2 separate regions of the Mus musculus genome follow, and region 1 is linked to region 2. Evidence: chromatin contacts called from public HiChIP or PLAC-seq data. All regions are on one chromosome and are shown on one strand. Each heading gives the region's core, a stretch centred on a gene start, on an enhancer-like site or on the middle of the called end of the contact. The rest is flanking DNA. Distances are from core to core; before and after follow the strand shown. Region 1 overlaps Srpk2 (serine/arginine-rich protein specific kinase 2). Region 2 overlaps 5031425E22Rik (RIKEN cDNA 5031425E22 gene).

What was found. HiChIP or PLAC-seq counts read pairs in DNA pulled down with a chosen protein or histone mark.
Region 1: an H3K4me3 HiChIP or PLAC-seq map of the 230-238 cell line shows a contact between it and region 2, with 18 read pairs. The contact joins two enhancer-like sites. A contact is called at or near these places in 3 of 484 Hi-C or Micro-C datasets (the G1E-ER4 cell line, rod photoreceptor and uterus) and 5 of 115 datasets of contacts at active chromatin or transcription factors (the 230-238 cell line, effector CD8 T cells, embryonic stem cells and 1 more).

The regions. Positions count from the first base shown.
Region 1 is chr5:23,635,409-23,642,197 of GRCm38.p6, forward strand. All of the region lies in intron 2 of Srpk2 (serine/arginine-rich protein specific kinase 2), which reads right to left. Among named protein-coding and RNA genes, the nearest start is that of Srpk2, 37 kb to the right of the region's middle. Within about 2 kb of position 2,108, at least 57 of the 459 cell types and tissues checked have an H3K27ac peak or open chromatin away from gene starts, as enhancers often do. A contact at or near this core is called in the 230-238 cell line, the G1E-ER4 cell line and effector CD8 T cells, where this site is marked.
Region 2 is chr5:23,413,312-23,420,019 of GRCm38.p6, forward strand. All of the region lies in intron 1 of 5031425E22Rik (RIKEN cDNA 5031425E22 gene), which reads right to left. Among named protein-coding and RNA genes, the nearest start is that of 5031425E22Rik, 17 kb to the right of the region's middle. Within about 2 kb of position 5,265, at least 443 of the 459 cell types and tissues checked have an H3K27ac peak or open chromatin away from gene starts, as enhancers often do. A contact at or near this core is called in the 230-238 cell line, the G1E-ER4 cell line and effector CD8 T cells, where this site is marked.

The DNA.
Region 1 (6,789 bases), core at 858-3,357, 220 kb after region 2:
GACTCTCTTTCACTGGCTAGATGGTCTAGGAAGGGTACTTACTGTGACATAACTAAGTCCGTGTCCTTTGTATGCAGATGACAGAAGGCTGCAAGACAGCACATCCTTAGATCAGATCCGATCAGATCAGACTGCAAAGGTCCAACAGACACAGCAGGGGCAAGAGCCCTGGCTCTGCTCTCTCAGCCACGCCAGCAGAGCTGCCAGGACCCACAATGCCCGAGAGACTAACTAGCCCCGTTTCCTTTTTTGAAGCCAAGGTTGAGAATGGAACTCAGGGCAATCTTCCTCCCTCGGCCTCCCAAGTGCTGGTTTTGAAAACAGAATTTTACAGCAAAAGCCTCAGCAGCCCCAACACATAAGGTTGGCCACATCCAATTTACAAATTAAAGAGTAATGGTGACAAACAAAGACAGAGATTTTTTTTTAGTATGGCCACAGGGAAAAGAAATGCATAAAAGGGTCCAGTCACCAAACCCATCTTTGGCTTACTCCGATAGTTCAGACACAGGACAAGAAGTATTTATAATTAAGCAAATGTTGGTCTAGGTGATCACCTTGGTCACTGCCTATAAATTATTAATACTAATCACTGCTATCACCTGAGAGGACTGATCTGGCTCCATTCACCCTCTTGGTTGAGTGCCCTGGGGAGAGGCTGTGCGTGTCCCAGAATCCACAGTGACTACAAGCTTAGGAGAAGGACTTGTGTCTTGGGCCATGAAGTTGAAAATGAAGAGAAAGAGTCAAGCAAAAACCTGACCCACAGAAGAGATAGACAAACAAAATTAAGACAGATATGTCATGCCTTCATCCTGCCTTTTAGTTGCCTTGTGGGCCCGGCCAAGGAGTCAACAGTTATCAGCAAAGACCTAAGTCCCTGTTTCAGGGTTACTGCATAACCCTTGGGTCCCCCCCCCTCCCCGTGGTTTGCTATTATTCTGGTGTGTGTTTCATGATACCATAACTAAAAACCCTTTGCTAAACCTAAAAATCACAAAAACTTTTTTTCTGATAGTTTAATCCTTTTAAAATTCATTTTTACCTATTATGTAAGACATACAAGGTATCATTATTTTTTAAAATACTTGCACCAAAGTGATATTGAATTTACTGGTGTCGATTCAAAGCTTAGCTCTCACTTCAACAGGGAAACAAGGCTGTTTGGTCTGAGCCAAGTGTGAGTGCACAGACTGGGAACACAAAGTTAGGTAAGTTATCTTGAATAACAAATTTCACTGAAGATGTGGGTGCATGAATCTTTATGGTCAGAGACTAAAACAAATACGTCAAAGCATTTCCCAAAGGACCATCAGGCAGGTGGATCACAGCCAAATGGAGAACATTTTCCTGTGGCTCTAGAAATGTTCTCTAAAGACAGTACTAGCTTTGGGGATGATAGATGCAGGTGATCTGATAAGGTAATGTATTCTAAAGGCTATACCTAATAGTTGAGAGGAAAGCTACTGAAGGTAGGCACTTAAGAAAACTAAAATTGGCCTGGAGAAATGGCTCAGTGGTTAAGAGCACTGACTGTTCTTCCAGAGGTCCTGAGTTCAATTCCTAGCAACCACATGGTGGCTCAGAACCATCTGTAATGGGATCTGATGCCCTCTTCTGGTGTGTCTAAAGACAGCTACAGTGTATTCATAAAAATAAATAAATCTTAACAAAGAAAGAAAAGAATAGGAAAGGAAAGGAAAGGAAAGGAAAGGAAAGGAAAGGAAAGGAAAGGAAAGGAAAGGAAAGGAAAGGAAAGGAAAATTCTGGCTTCATAGCTGCAGTATTCCAGCTATACAACCATGAAGTTCCAACTGGTCAATTTGCCTTATAAAATCTTCAACACAGGTATGGGGAGCTGGGGGGTAATTTCCGTTTACACTAGACACGTATTTTCTGATTATCTACATTGGTCTAGGATGTAAGAATAAGAGGATAAAGAAACAGGAAACAGCCACACAACCAACCAACTCACTAAAATACAGGGCAACTTCAACTAGAAAAAGGAACTCTGCAGTTGACAGCTAAGACTGGGGGAGAATTCATAATGCTAGGGAGATGAGCAAAAACCAGACACAAAGTACAACCTTAGAGAGAAGAGGAAACCACAAGCAGCCACAAGATATCTATCAACGTATCAAGTTCGTTCAGGACCACTGAAGCAGGAACCCTCCTAGGCTTTCCATTAGCAGCCCAAAATCTCATATGCTCTTGGCTCTTAGTAGGAAGTCTGAGTGAACTAAACGCTTTTTGAAAAATGAAAAAAGCCGGGCGTGGTGGCGCACACCTTTAATCACAGCACTCCGGAGGCAGAGGCAGGCGGATTTCTGAGTTCGAGACTAGCCTGGTCTACAAAGTGAGTTCCAGGACAGCCAGGGCTATACAGGTTTTCTGTCTCAGAAAACCAAAAAAGCAAAAAAAGAAAAAGAAAAATGAAAAAACAAACAAACAAACAAACAAAATTCAATGTACTCATTGCTTAACGTAAACTAAAGCAAAATAACAAAGTTCTCAAGAAGCCTGGCTCAGAACATGCTGGAACCCTGTCCGGAAGAAGTTGTCCTATCTCCCCAAGCTAACTTTACGCCACTGCAGTGGATCAGTGCAGGCCTCCAAACAAAAAGGATTGCCTCCACCCTAGGTCACCTTCTGACAGCAACCCCTTCCTGAAGGGATAAGGACCAAGGCTTCACACCCAGTTCAGCTCAGCACAGAGCCAGAGCCAGAGCTCAGGGTGTTTTGTTCTTTCACGTGCTGCTTCTGATACCACAGAGGTTCCTCACCTGACCACTCAACCAAGACCTTCCTAGTCTCGAAAAGAATTGCTCCGTGCCTCCAGTAGGAGTGCTCACTTCAGGCCTTGGACATGGAGGGCTTTGTTTCTCTGCTCTCCTGGGTTTATCACCTGGTTGAAGGTGGGAATCACACACAGTCGTAAAACTAGCAAGTGGAACCCAAGAGGCATGTGCCTGTAATTTCAGCACATGGGAAGTGAAAGCAGGAAGATCAAGAGTTCAAGGCTATCCTTAGACTTGTTCAAGGCCGACTAGGACTAATGAGACCCTGCCTGAAAAAAACTTAAGAGGTTGAGGGTGAGTGGTTTTTGTTCAAGAAGGGTCTAATACTATATAGTGGCATGCAAGCCCAAGTTCCCATCTCTTTCAACTAACTAACATATATATATATATAATTTTTTCCCCCCAAGATAGGGTTTCTCTGTGTAGCCCTGGCTGTCCTGGAACTCACTCTGTAGACCAGGCTGGCCTCTGCCTCCCAAGTGCTGGGATTAAATTGCCCAGCAATATATTTTTAAGAAAGCAAAAAAATCATGCTATATTCCTGTGAATTTAGCACTTGAGAGGTAGAGGCAGGAGATGGGGGTTCAATGCCAATCTTGAACCATGGGGAGTTTGAGGCCAGCCTATGTTTCATGGTACCCTGTCTCAAAGAAACGAACAAAGGTCCGGGACACCAAGGGCAAGGTGAAAGAGCTACATGTCCATCTCTCAGACCAGCTACCACAGGACAAAAGAGCTACATGTCCACCACACCACCCATCATGCTAATGTTTTCTATCGAGCCTTGAAAAGGCTGTGTGTAACCTGGATTTCATGTGACACTTGTTAGGAACTTGAGGGACAGTTCCTAAATGTTTCTCAACAGACAGTGATGGGTCACAGAAAATGTGCAGTCAATACAGACCCCTTTCCAACCATTCCTAACAACTCCTGGAATTATAAGTATAGCCCATGTTTGCTCAAGGGTTATCCCACAATGAAGGAAATTTTATAATATCTGCCAGTGTAAATAATGAGTCTGTGCACTGAAGAATTCTCTGGATGTGGAAGAGCAAAGTTCAGTCATATCTGGTCCACACAGTCACATATCTGGTCCACACAGTCACATATCTGGTCCACACAGTCACATATCTGGTCCACACAGTCACATATCTGGTCCACACAGCCACATATCTGGTCCACACAACCACATATCTGGTCCACACAGCCACATATCTGGTCCACACAGCCACATATCTGGTCCACACAGCCACATATCTGGTCCACACAGCCACATATCTGGTCCACACAGCCACATATCTGGTCCACACAGTCACATATCTGGTTCACACAGCCACATATCTGGTCCACACAGTCACATATCTGGTTCACACAGTCACAACAGTAAAATGATGAAGCAAAGCATCCTCCACAATAACGAACGGAGGGCTCTGGACCAGGACACACAGGGCTGATTTACGTGGCCCCACCCTCCAGTAATGCTTGCATTAAGGGAAGCTGTCATCAACCTACTTGCAAACCCCAACATTCCATTTCTCAGAAAGTAAATTTACTTGAGACTGATCTAGTCCAATTCCAATAAATTCTAGAATACAATGAAAACTATAAACAAATTTGTAAAATAATCACTTCAAGCCACAAGCAAGAGGCATCCTTCAAAAATGAAATACAACAAAGAGAAACCTTTACGCATGAATCAAATTAAAATTAATCTGTATGATATATGTGGGGGGGGGGTAAGTGTGTAGGTACATCTAGAAATCAATGTCCACACATTTCCTGTTTGAGGCGGGATCTTTCACTGAACACAACTCCACAGCTGTGCTAGGCTGGCTGGCCAGCAAGCGCAGGCTGCTCCTATCTCCACCTTCCCCTCAAGATGAGGCACATGCCACTGCACCAGGTTTCCTGGGGTCTGTTCTTGCACAGCAAGCACTTCACCAGCTCTGCCATCTCCCCGTCCACAAAGTAAGCAAACTGATCTTAGAGCATAAGCTGCTTTTCCATAGTAAACTCTGAGATATTGATTGCAGATACTCATCTTCTATCATGACTGATAGAGGCTGCCTGTCTTTCCCTGTGCTCTGCCTCTGTGAATCACTGTGCATGGCTCTGTAACGTGACTGTTGTTGCTCACAGACACTGCACTGTGAGCTCTCGTCCACACAGCCTCCGGCCCTTCCGTCCACTGCTCACTCCCCTTTGTCCTCTCTGTGTTACCCGACAAGGCCATGCGTGTCTTCTATCATGACATATATACATATGTGGTTCCATTCATCTACATAAAATCCAGAAACCACAAATGAGAAAAAAAAATACTAGTTTTCTGACTTAACTGGATAATTATTTCCCATTCATTCATTTTCCTACAAACAACATGATTTTATTTTTATTTGTGGCTAAAATAGTCCCATTATTGATTTGTTGCTGTAGTTTATGGAAACAAAGGGAACAGGAACAACAGAATATAGTGTAAAGGTTTTGTGTGCATCAACTATCTCTAAGGCCAAAACACAGCCAGCTAACATAACATACTTAACAGCTTCACACTACCATAAAATTAAAAAGACTATACCTACGATTAACACTGAATTCTGTGTGGCATTAAATCTACTAGTGAGCCATTAAAAATGACAGTCCAAAACCTCTTATTTGCCTCAATTCACGATCCTAGCAACTCTCCTCCTGACCAAAAAACAAAAACAAACAAACAAAAAAACTCTTAATTTTCATATTCCTGTAAGAAAATTAAAAATAACTGATACCTATACTACAGCAGAATTATGTACTAAATGCAAATTATCTTGTCAAAGTTAAGATTTTAATCTTTCTTAATATTTTGATCTCTCAGATTGAGTCTCGGCTTCCATAAGCTTGTTCCCCATTGGACAAAAATACTATTGATAATTTGATTCAATTAATTACTACACAGGAAAGACAAAACAAGAAATAATCCAAACATTTTCATAATAGAGAAAGAAAAATTACGATGTGTTCTTTAAGATCTGTTTACAAACTGGAAAAATACCATTTTGAAAAAATTGATATAAGAATTTAATTAAAAGGTTTTTTGGTTTGTTTTTTTGGTTTGTTTTTGGTTTTTTTGTTGTTGTTGTTGTTGTTGTTCTTTCGAGACAAGGTTTCTCTGTATAGCCCTGGCTGTCCTGGAACTCACTCTGTAGACCAGGCTGGCCTCAAACTCAGAAATCCGCCTGCCTCTGCCTCCCAAGTGCTGGGATTAAAGGCGTGTGCCACCACTGCCCGGCTAATAAAAAGGTTTTGAAGCCTGAAAAGAAAATCAAAATGGAAAACTTTATTATAGTCCAAACTCAAGAAAGCATCCATATGAAAATCGTGACGGGATAATGTCAGCTGTTCAACTGATCTCAACAGCACAATGGCGGCACACCATGAAGCTCAGGAGTCAATTGGGTTCATTGTTCACGGGGCTCAATAAGACACAGGGTTAACTGTGGCTCAGAAAACTGCTTCCATTATCCCAAATTCATTTTGGCTCAGATTCCGTAGAACAAACACAATAAACCTTAAGCACTAACAACCCAAACCACTTTCCCAGGTTATTCAAGAGACTTGGCATCCAATGACTTTTGTCTAATTCCAAAAAGCAATTCTCTCAACACAGGGTACAGATTCACGAGCAGTGAAAATACCCAAAGGTGTAAGACGAAGTATGACGCAGCACTCCTGTGGTAAGTGCATACCATCCATAAGCAAGACTCGTTTCCACTCAGACCATAAGGCCAACAACACATCAGGGCTACCTTACAAAATCCTACATGGAACCAGGCAAAATATGCCCGTGCGCACATTAAACACTGATGAGTTATTCAGAGTGAACTCTTCATTTCTCATCTGATGATACAATAAGATGACCAACACAGAGAAAAAATGTGTAAACCATCTCTTCTTCCTTTCATTCTATAGTCCAGAGCCTCGATACAAACTACCCCCCCCCCGGCACCACAGATCA
Region 2 (6,708 bases), core at 4,015-6,514:
CCACAGGCACACCCATATTAAAATGTTAATTACCAAAGTGTCTCATAACCCCAAGTGCAAATGAACAGTGAATTAAAGGTCCCGTGGGATGGTCTCTGGATCTCCTCCACTAACACGAATAGCTGAATATTCTAAAGAATTCACTTTTTAAAAAGACATTCAGTCATCTCAAAGTTGAGCCCATCCATCACTCCGTGAAACTTCTAGATTGAGGAGATAATATCAGTGCTCTGACTCTGAGCTTTATGCTGCTTTGAAAATACCAAACCTAGTCTGCTGAAGAAGAGACGAACTTAAAAACAAACAAACAAACCAACCAACAACCCAGGCCTTCTTTGGACACTGATGTTTTGCTGAGGCTACTGGAGATGGTAAACTAGCTCCTGTTTACTCTTTCTCAAAGTCCCAGAAACCCTAGTGCCCCGCGCCAAAACAGCAGACCTTAAGAGTCCACAGAAGGCTTACTGGGATTATGAAAGAGGCTCATTTGTTTTCAAACTGTGGTCCCTCCACCCAGAGTCATTCCACTCCCACGCCAGTGTCTGCGGCTTTGATTGCTAACTAACCATCCACCCACAGAGACTCTAACATTGACTGGGATCCTTCAAAGAGGCCAAGGTATAAAGCAGGAGGAAACTATTAAGAACAGTGTTAGGAGTTAAGGGTTGAACATCAGAACATCAGAGAAAAAAGGCAATTAATAGAAATCTCCTGCTTGGCCTAAACTGAAAGGGAACATGGGTATGGAAAGTGTGTGTGTGTGTGTGTGTGTGTGTGTGTGTGTGTGTGTCCTGCTGTTGGAAGGACTGCAGAATTTGTGTCCACCAAGACAGAACTTTCAGTGCTGTGGCCCAGCTTGGCCCAGGACAGCTCATAGCCCAAAGCGCTGTAACCAGGACGGCTGGCTGGCGTGTGAACCCCATTCCCTCCCGCTTTGTCTAGATTTCTTTTGTATGCTTTCACTGCCAGATTGAAGTTTTCCCAGCTGGAAGGCTTGGGATTTGCTGCGTATCCCCTGGGGAATAACTAACAGCAGCTGCCTTCTTCTTGCTTCTCCAGCTTAGAGGATCAATGGATGACACAAACAAAAGGTCCCCAAGAAGAGATAATGTCAGAACGCCTGTGCCAGCCTTCCAAAACGGTGAGGTATGGCAAAACTATGAGCCATAATTACCATTACAGCAGGGTCAGATAAGTGGGCTTTCTTGGAAAGCAAGAAACTTAAAAAGAAAAAAAAAAAAATCGCTGGGCGTAGTGCCTCAAGGAAGCCCAGATTCTTCTTTGTCAGACTCCCACAAACGGCACTCAAAGTTCTCATTGCAGTGTTTCTGACAGCTGTTTCCATTGGCTTTAAATAGAGGCAGCTTTAGGTCAGAAGTCTGACTGCCACTTAAGAGAGCCACTAGGAGTTTTGTGTGGAAAATGGGATCGTACTTTGCATCTTACTGATCAGAGCTGTGAAGGTTAAGTCATGAATATAAAAATGCTTAGTACAATGTCCTGACATTAACTAGGGCTCAATTAAAGGTTAACCAGTTCACAAGAAAACAAATTTGGCCTATCACTAAGGAAACAGAAGGGAATTTGAGACAACAGTCACATGTCTAACACATGGCACACAGGAATAATGGGCCTAGGGACACTTGGTCAAAGACTCTGGTCATTCACAGGTCATAATCACCCAGTGCTTTCCTGAAGTACATGGGTTCCTGGGGAGTGGGGCTGAGGAGGTAAAGTCTAAGTACCAAAGTCCTTGACTACCAATGCAAGATAAGGCTACAAACAAGAAATCTTTGGGGCTATTTCATGTACCTGGCTCGATTTAAGTACTATCTACCACTCTTTGTCTTGTTTTCTAAAGTCTACCATACAGTCAACTCTAACATGGAAAGGTCAAATTTAGATGCTGAGCACATGCAGTTTATCTAAGTGCTGTGACAGATGCAAAGAAAACCAACATGCTCCCAGGCTGCAGAAATGGTATGACTATCTCATTAAGCAGCAGCTTGTGGCATGGCTCTGCAGCTAAAGGCACTCTGTCTGCAAGCCTGGTGACCCGAGTTTGATCCCCAGAATTCACAGTAGGTTGGAGAGCAGATTCCAAACTTGTCCTCTGCCCCTTTCCAACTTAATAACGATGGTCCTAGAGAAATTAGAGTTATATCTAGGAATTATTCTTTCCCATTGAACATTGCTCTCATTCTCTCAACTAGCAGAATTAGAACACCTGCTTCTTTACCTTTATTAATATTGGCTATATCAGGCCTCAAGTATCTTATTACACTCAAGACCTTAGATTTGCAATATATAGAACTAGGCTCCTCCTACATTACTAGGCTCCTCCTACATTACTAGGCTCCTACTGTGTCAGGTGCCCACATTACAGCTCCTTTAGCTTTAGATGATCCCAAGCTGGCACTTCTATCTATCATCACTTTACACTAGGAACCTGAAACCTAGAAATACTGAGGAGCTACAGCGCAAAGGCCACAGCCTAGGTCATCTCTTGGCCAAGTGCAAACTATTGTAGCAGGAAAGGGTCTCTTTGGATGCAATGGAAAGCAAAACGAATTACACTGCGGTGGTAAACAATTTAATCTCTTTTAGCTAAAGATAAACTATGCTTTTATAAAGTAACCCACTAGAGGGCGCTAAATACACAAACTGCGACCAGGGCTTTGCAAATGTCAAGTCTCACACTGGTACAAGATATATAATCAGCTATGGCTTCAAGCCAAAAAGGCTCTCCTCAGAAGAAGCATGATGCATTTTATGATAAGGTGTTGTGTACCCTTGTCCCTCCAACTAAGGAAGAGAAGAACAACAAAAGACCTCAAGCCCCCCAAAGCTTGAAGCTGTATGTCGAGCAATTAATAATCTGTTTCTACTTGATACTGACTGCTGTACAAGGTGCCTTTCACTTAGGCGTTTTCTTTGCTGCATAGTGACAGAGAAAGTGCAAGTAACTTAGGTGGGAACAACTAGATTATCCAGTTAAGTTCACACCACAGTCTCTGTATTCAGGGTGTGGCACTGGGAATGAATGCACACAGTTTCAGCTCACACCTCGGTCTCAGTATTCAGGGTGTGGCTTGGGGGAATGAATGTGCGCAGTTTCAGCTCACACCACGGGTCTCGGTATTCAGGGGGTGGTGCTGGGGAACGCACATACTTTACTACTGAGCCCTAAGGTCAAATCCTAGGAACTAAATAGAGACACCATTTCTTTTAAATTTTATTTTAGACAAGTAAAATTCGTACATATTTTTAAAAACAGAAACAAACATTCATATTTAATTGAAATCTAGAGAAAATATCTTCTACCCAGAATGCCTGATTTCTGAATATTTTTATTTTTTGATTTATTGACGTGCCACCTTTTCTTTCCTCAACAGAATACTCATTTTATGCAAGCAACCAGATTTACAAAATATATTTTATTATTCTCCACTGTCACACATTTTCACTGAACATTTAAGGTCACAAATAGACAGGCAAGGTGATCCAGCACCCTGACAGCTGCAGGGCACTAACACCTTAGTAAGTGCACACAAATACATACTGAGGTTTTTTTTTTTTAAAGCAAAATTAGGATTATCTTGTAAATATCACTTCAAGGCCTACGATAGCCATCTTTCCACATCAGCATTTTTAAATGATTGTCCGTGCAGCGTTGCCAGGCGAGTAGTACTGAGCCACAACTCTCCTCGCCTGTTTCATTTTGGTTTGTATTTTTACTGTTAACATAGCTTACATAAATAGTACATCTTAAGTCTGTACTAGATTGACCTTTCTATTATTTGCAAGTATACTCTACTGTGTGGCTTCCTCCCCATCAACAAGGCTTTAAACAAGAGGGCTCTTCTAATCCCAATCAGACTGTATTTACACTTTACAGTTCATATGCAGTTTCCCATTAAATGTTCTAATGTACAAAGAACTTCTGGTTCAACTGGTGTGGGGATCTGACATTTTTACCTCTCTGTGTGAATTGTGGATGCTGGCTGTGTCATTCAGTCGTGGGTTTGGTGTCCTGCAGAGATTTGTAGACAGCAAGTGTAAAGAAATCAAACCCCCAGCCTGAAACAGGGATGGTCCAACTGTTCCCTGTATATTCCAACCTGGTGGGTCCGCGGTAAAGCACAAGTTTGGGGTTATTTTTTGTGTAATAATCTTTTACTGTTTAAATCTTCATCGCTGCCTCCTAAGTTATCCCAAACACATTATTACATCGTTAGTGCACCTAAAACAGCAAAACAACAACAAACCCCAAGCGACTTCACTCCTGCTTTTGTCCCCTAATCTATACCCAGTTCTAAACCACCTAGCCAAACAGTGAAGCCGCGCCCTAAAAATAAACGGGCACATGTGTGAAAACTTCTAACACCTAGAAACCTACAATGTACTTAAACTCAGCCTGATTTTTCCCTGTAAACTAAAATCATGGTAGGACTACCCAACTTGGCCTTGTCCATCACCCTACAGCATATTTATTCAGTATGGACCTGCAAAAAAGGAAGCCACACAAAAAAGAAGCATCCCTTAGAAACCAGAAGCCAGTAAAGTCTGCTTTGGAGGGATCAGTTATACTGAAGAGCTGTCAAAATACACACTCATGTGCTACAGCATGCTTCTCCATACCTTCATGTTTTAGGTGGTGATACCCAGCAAAGTTAATCATCCCCCCGCCCCCGCAACTCCCCCACCCACCATTCCCTTCTTTCTCTGTTAGTTACTACTGCATATCTGGTATACATTATCTCATTTAATCCATCAATCTAATTTAAGTGAGAAAAGGCTGGACTAAAGAGATTATATTTCAACAAGGACACTGCTCTACTTCCCCAAACTGAGCATCATGAAACTAACCAGGCATGATGTAATTCTGTAACCCAAGTCCTCAAAAAGATCGGGCCAAATGCAAGACCGCTTCAAAAACAAAAGCAAAAAAATTGTTATTTCCACTGGGCGCAGACTAACCACCATCAGCATTTCCGGAAGATGGCGGCTGCACTGGGCTCAAAATGTGAGCTGGAAGCTCAGACGACCGAGTTAAGCAGGAAGCTGCACTACGGTGCTTTACAGCGAGGATTAAAGAAGGGATAAGCTCGGCCGCTGTATGTAGCCTCGTCGCTCTGCTCCGTGAAGGTCCCAGGAAAACGCCGCCCGGCTCGAGCGCCGCGCACCCGGCCAGCCTGCAGGCGCAGCTCCCGCAGCTGCTCTCCCGAGCGGAAGGGCAGCCGCCGTGACGCAGACAGCGCCGGGGAAACGCCCTGCTCTGTGGTACAAGCACTCGCTCTGTCACTGTGGGACTCAAGGCTTGAGGTCTAGAGCACAAGCCCACGCTATGCTTCGCCAAGAGGTGTTTTTCCTCTGGTGTAAAATTTGGCAGCCACAACGGGGTAGCTTGGTTTTATCCATGGTTAGGACACGCCGGCTATAGGTATTATACGGTAAAAGCCCGATTACTACAAAAGGTCAAAACTAAGCTACTGAACCACTCGTCAATCAAACCGGGCTTAAGAGAATGGATCCTCAGTACTTCTCACTAAAGAAAAATCCTTTCCTACAGCTTTTCACTCAGGCCACTTTTACTGGACTAATTTCTAATGTCAGTTAGGGAAAGGATCACTCCAGTTGAAAGCTACAAGAACATTAAACGCTAGAATAGCTAGCTGCGCGTTACAGGCATGGTGATGTATGCCTGTAACCTGAGCTAGAAACAGGAAAAAAAAAAAGGCGTTGATCTTTTGACTACCAAGTGATTTCGAGGCCAGCCTGAATTACACGAACCACGCCTCGCCTTTAAAAAATAAAATTATTTAGTCCCATTAGGGCACCATTATGTCTAAGCTTCATTATTTGTCAGCCTTCTCTTAGAATCTGAACACCTTGCACAGGATTTCTAAGCAGGAGTGTCCATGGAGAATTTAACAGGATCTGTGCACTATGCTACTCTACGCACATTAACAGCATTCCGAGAAGGGATCCGCCTTTCAGAAGCATTAATTAGGATGGATTTCTGGTTCCGAATTCCTGCAGTGTATTGTGCCAAGCCTGTAACTCTAGAGGCAGTGTTGAGTTGGTGGTCAGTCAGTCTGAGTCACCTGAGACCTCGTTTAAACTCTTGCCCACCCTCGTCCTCGAAAAGCAACCCACATTAAGGTCATGTGGACCATGGAGTCAATCTTATAAAAAACCTTCTCAACCTATGTAAAAGCTAAGTCTCCAACTCCTCATACTTCCTGAGAGCCGGGGCTGCAGTGATTTCCCACTATGCCTAGATTTTCTATTAGGACTATTTTTCAATTGTGGCTGGGTTCACAGACTTCTACCCTAACTTTTGCTGGGGATTGAGCCCAGTGCTTTCCCAGAGCTACGCCTCACTCAGCCCCTAACCCCTCCCCTTCCCTCAGTACTAAGAATCAAACGTGCTGGAACTGACGAAGACTACATTTCAACTCAAGGCAGGTGATCTCCTATGTTTGAGGCCAGTCTAGTCTATAAAGCAAGTTCCAGGCCAGCCACTGAGAACTTGTCCTCTAAACAAGACAAACCCATGACCTGAAGCATACTAAACAAGTGCTCTACCATCAAGCTATGACCAAAGCCCTATATAATCTAAAAGCCCCAGTAACTGACCACTTATGGAGCACATCTGCTAATATTGAGCTGACTAGATAGGCACTTTCTCTAAATCTGTTAAAT